2 separate regions of the Bicyclus anynana genome follow, and region 1 is linked to region 2. A link is a contact called in public Hi-C data. All regions are on one chromosome and are shown on one strand. Each heading gives the region's core, a stretch centred on a gene start, on an enhancer-like site or on the middle of the called end of the contact. The rest is flanking DNA. Distances are from core to core; before and after follow the strand shown. Region 1 overlaps LOC112054536 (ras GTPase-activating protein raskol). Region 2 overlaps LOC112054536 (ras GTPase-activating protein raskol).

What was found. Hi-C and Micro-C count contacts between places; a contact is called where the count stands out from the background.
Region 1: a contact with region 2 is called in a Hi-C map of whole larva, with 2.7 times the contacts expected there. The contact joins two enhancer-like sites. A contact is called at or near these places in 2 of 2 Hi-C or Micro-C datasets (whole body and whole larva).

Annotation. Positions count from the first base shown.
Region 1 is chr4:14,167,403-14,170,102 of ilBicAnyn1.1, reverse strand. All of the region lies in intron 4 of LOC112054536 (ras GTPase-activating protein raskol), which reads right to left. Among protein-coding and RNA genes, the nearest start is that of LOC112054535, 46 kb to the left of the region's middle. Within about 2 kb of position 1,337, at least 3 of the 8 cell types and tissues checked have open chromatin away from gene starts, as enhancers often do.
Region 2 is chr4:14,003,141-14,005,840 of ilBicAnyn1.1, reverse strand. The region is part of intron 2 of LOC112054536 (ras GTPase-activating protein raskol); the gene reads right to left. Among protein-coding and RNA genes, the nearest start is that of LOC112054536, 22 kb to the right of the region's middle. Within about 2 kb of position 1,295, at least 7 of the 8 cell types and tissues checked have open chromatin away from gene starts, as enhancers often do.

The sequences.
Region 1 (2,700 bases), core at 88-2,587, 160 kb before region 2:
AAAGAAGTGAAACACGCACAAAGAGTAGAAAGGTGAATCGAAATCACCTGCTTAGTATGTAAAACGACACCTGCGGGCCGACAGATGGTGGACAAAAAACCAACGACCCTTCGCCGGAACTAACATGTGAGACACCAGGCTACCCTGGGAGATTACAAAAGTTCGTTCTGTGATTGACTGCAACTTTACTAATGTGTTACATGCATAGCAAATAGGTCGGAATAATTGGCAACCGTTGTAAGTTGTATTTGTTATTTACTTACATGGATCCCTTTTAGAGAAGCTCTCTCTGCTCGATTACTTTGATCATCGGTCTTTTTATATTAAACTTAAGTTAAATCTGAGAAGTAATTTTTTTTTTTTTAAAGTATGTAAGTTTGAAGGTAACGCAACAGTGAATCTAATAATAAAACTAATAAGGTATTGATTTTCAAGATATTCATACATACATATTATATATTAGGACATAAGTATATTTTAATGTCATAAGGTTTAACATATACTGAGAAAATCTTTACATCTTATTTAATTTACATTGAAGTTGAAATATTGTCTGCCATTTTGACTCGATTTACAATTACAGGATTTATGTGTTTATGCTCGAAGGGCTTAAGAACTCATAAGACCTTGGACCTATGACCATGCCTTTAGGAAAATATATTAAAATATTATATTCGCCACTAAATTTGTTCTCTCTTGTAAATACTATCAATGTTCGTACATTCTTCCTTTTTACCCAAAAACGACGAAGCCAAAAGAAAAGAAATGCTTTTGGCACAGTCTATGTACCTATCGCATGTATATATTTTACTCAATATTTTCCTTCATGGCGGCCGATTCTTTGGATTCTGATGAATAAAGTGTCAATAGATTTGTCATTCCCGGGTAACATAAGCTAATTAAACCGACTTCAACAACAGGAGAAGACGGTTTTTTTTTTTTTGTCCCGATTTCAAACGATTTTTTCCGTCGTCTGGTAACAGTTTTTTAAACATTTGCATATTTGTCAAACTTAAAAAATCTTAAAGCAACGTGGCTTGTATTTCACTGTAAATATCGCTCTTGAACAATATATTTATATTACTCTATTATATTACTCTTTAAAAGTTTCTTTCCATGGTCAGGTTAAAGTTTTTTAAATATTTGTAAATTTGTTAAACTTAAAAAAACTCAAACCAACGTAGCTTGTATTTCACTGTAAATATCGTTCTTGAACAACATAGATTACTCCTTAATGAATATTCTCTCGAAGTAACTTATTAATGTGATCCCAGTGTACATGAACGGCGAAGAGATGTCAAAGAAAAAAGGAACGCGACTCGCGGAGCTAGGTCCGGTTTGGTCCAGCGCGGGTGAGCCTGGAATGTGACCCACACGAATGGGACGCGAATGACTCACGTGAACTTACTTTTTAAATAACACGCGTTTCAATGCTTTAGAAAGTCCACCGCATGCGTGGGTGCATAGAAAAGAACAGGGTTTATTTAAACGCCACCTACATTGCTAGTTGCGACCTATGTTTTAATTCACATCCCACTCTTTGAATGGCAAGGATTTGTTAATAGTTTATTTAAATGATGTCAAATATAAATCCTTGAATTGTCGCGATGTTCTGATTCATTGGCCATTGACTTTTAATAATATTTTAGGTAGGAAGATTTTGTATCCTGATAGTTGCTATTACCTGGGACACTGGTTTACTACTCTCTTATACCATACTCATATAGGCTCTAAACAATCTTATGGAATATATAATATATATTTTATTGTAGTCTGACATTTTTTGCATATTAATTTGCATTGTTTAATTTGACATTCATTCATTTCTGACAACTGTAGTATTGACATAATATTAATTAGTGTTTGCTGTGTTAACCTTTAATTAGCTGTGCAATAACTACTCATATATTTATTTCAATGTAAATCATTAACGTGTGAAATTGTAATAGCTGTTGGTTATCCTAATAAAATAAATAAATGTGTATTACTTGTGGAATACATTGTGTTTTGATGTGATGGCCAAGTCAATCTATTTTATTTAAAATATAAAACATTTTTAATGTTATGTTAGCTAATTCCTTAATATCATAAGACACCCTGTCCCCTAACTACGGTTTGAATAAAGAAGTCGACTTGGTATTATATGGATCTCATAACTTTTTACGGTAGAAGAACTGAATTGCGAGAATTGGTATATTTATACAAGTTTCATAGATATTTATTTCATAGATCAGTGATAGATTATTCCATCAAAAACATGATGGCAAAATCTATCACAATTTACAACACAATTCGTCACGTTGTGACGAATTGTGTTGTTGTTGTTAGTCCAATTATGCGTGTACTAATTACTTTATGCTAATTTAGTTTTGTAATCATAATACCTTCATACTAACATAGTTATTCTGTTGGTAGTGCCTGAATAAATAAATAAAATCTTGACTAAGTAATCCAGTAAAGAGTTAAGGATTTAGCTGATTGTTCTTTATTTGAGTTGAGTTGAGGCATATTATATTTTTTTGTTTTTCCTTCCGTAAGATACAGACAAAAAAATATCTATTATCATCATCATTATCTTTAAATATTCAGCATTAATTGTACTGAATATATAATTTAGTTTCTTATTTCATTTTCTTCAAGTAATCCATTTTATTAAATTAAGTACTTTTTGATAAATTATTATTTAAACGCGTGATAAAG
Region 2 (2,700 bases), core at 46-2,545:
TGTTCCAAATAATCAGATTATTTAGATTTTATAGACAGCAATAAAGTCTCAAATGCGCGCTATCGTAGCGGATATTTCCATAAATACAGACGTTTCAGGATAACGTAATAAAAATGCAATTGGCGGTAGCACGGCTAGGGTGACGAGGGCGGAGGGAATGAAATTACAGGGGAGTCGCATCTGCCTCCGGAAAACGCAGACGACGACAGGTTCGGAGGGCTTACGTCATTACTACATTGGAACTACTAAACAACTAAAAACAGCAACCGAGTATATAATACAAGTGTATTTAAAATCGTATCTATTTGTTATATTATACAGGTAAAAAAAAACATTTTTTTATTTTTTTTAAAAAATATTTTTTTTTAAATATTTTTTTAAAAATATTTTTTTAATATTTACTTAATGAACATGAATGAATAAATTTGAACGTTTATTTTATTTTATTTATTTATTTTTAAGAAAAAATCAACAGCGTTACCAAGAACACAATTATACAATATTTCCTGCATGTTACAGCCAATTACAGATAGATTTGATTATGAAACACGGCTAAAACTCACGTGATATTACGTCGGAGTATGCCCGACTAGTTTCGAACCCATACGGGGCCCTTAGTCATGAGCTGGTTCTTGCATCGCGGCACGATCCAAACTGACTGACTGACTGACTGAAATACTCCGACGTAATATCACGTGAGTTTTAGCCGTGTTTCATAATCATTTAATATGAATAACACTCACGATAGTTTAAATTCTAAAATACAGATAGATTTATTCAGTTTAGCCGTGATAGCCCAGTGGATATGATCTCTGCCTCCTATTTCGGAGGGTGTGGGTTCGAATCCGGTCCAGGGCATGCACCTCCAACTTTTCAGTTGCATTTCATAAGAAATTAAACATCACGTGTCTGAAGGAAAAACATCGTGAGGAAACCTACTAGAGAAATTTCTTAATTCTCTGCGTGTGTGAAGTCTGCCAATCCGCATTGGGCCAGCGTGGGGGACTATTGGCCTAGCCCCTCTCATTCTGAGAGGAGAGTCGAGCTCAGCAGTGAGCCAAAAATAGGTTGATAATGATGAATGATCATTCAGTTTAGTCAAGCAGCACATATATAGGAAAGTTAAAAAACAATTTGTCTATTTAGTGTAGGTAGGTAGATATCAGAAATTGTTTGAGCGATATTTTTTGACTTTTCTGTTAAACTTCATCTCGTAAGATACAGTATACTACTCGTGGTATAGTCGTACACAAAACCCGTTATCCATTAAAAGGTCACAATCAAATCGTAACTTTTTTTTCCTCAATACGTAAATATGAGATGAATCATAAGGCTTTAAATAAAAAAGACTTATGGAGGTATCCACCTGGGTTGATCACATCATCCGCGATAATAAACCTGTATATATTAAGTACATGATTCACAAAAAACACAACAGTATAAAAATATAAATGTTCAATTAGGTACCTTATGCTGCCATGCACCGACATGTAGTTTGAGGTGAAAAATGATGACCATAGATTATCATTTATGTATTACTAAAAAATTACTAAATCCCTAAATACATAATTAATCATTTCACCGTGGCTAGTTGCCTCGACTGGTGACAGAAGGGCTGGCTCATTTTTTGCGCAAAGGATCAGCCTGGCTGTCCAGCGCGGAAATGCAGCCAGTATTCTTGCCACCATTCCACGTGGGCATGATTTGTATAGTTATTAGGATAAGTTAGCTTAAGTTCCATATTGTATTCTTTCTCAATAAAAAAAAAAACTTAAAAAAAAAGTAAATACATAAATGATAATACTTAGCAAGTTTTCTAAACATTAATATAATAATCAGAGCAGATATTGCAGTTGATTGTAATTTAATTTTAGCCATTTTTAACCGACTTGAAAAAAGGGAGGAAGTTCTCAATTCGAAGCGTATATTTTTTTAGTCATCACTTTGTCATTTTTTAACCAATTTTGAACATTCTTTTTTTGTTTGAAAGAGTATACTTCCAGATTGGTCCTATTTATTTTTTACAAACATCGGTTCAGTAATTTTGTGTTGAAATTACAACTAAATAGGTGAACAAAACTGAAATAGGTGAACAAATTTACACTAAAAATAAAAATAAAAGTGCATTAGGTACTATAAAAGGCGAGAAATAACATCGTACCTATGTCCTTTCTATTCTTTATTAGATCTATAGAAAGGACACAGGTACGATGTTATTTTTCGATTTTAAGAGTAATGCAACTTTGAATTCAGGTATTTTTTTATAAAGATTTTATTTTTCTATTTTTAGTGTGTTTTTAGTGTAATTTTGTTCACCCATTTCAGTTAAATTGATTTCATTAAGAATAAAAGTTGGTAGTCAAATATATTGCCTATAGCGGAGTTTACAATATAACCTTCACACAAATACAGCAAGGGACACAAGTTGTTGATCATATTGGCGGCCGGTCTGTGTGTGACCCCATATTCGGCAGAGCAAGGTGCTGACGTATCAAGTTTGTTTACCAACCGATGCAGCTCAAGACTTTACTTCATTTCTGTGTCATGGCCTTTCTAATATAAATATCCGCTAAACGTCGATAGTGTTTGATACAATTCATACGCCTACGCAAATGTTTTGTTTACGCTATAAGGTTGCCAACTAGCCTACAATTTTAAAGCCTAGAATTAAAAATATTGTAAGTGTTATTCATATTAATC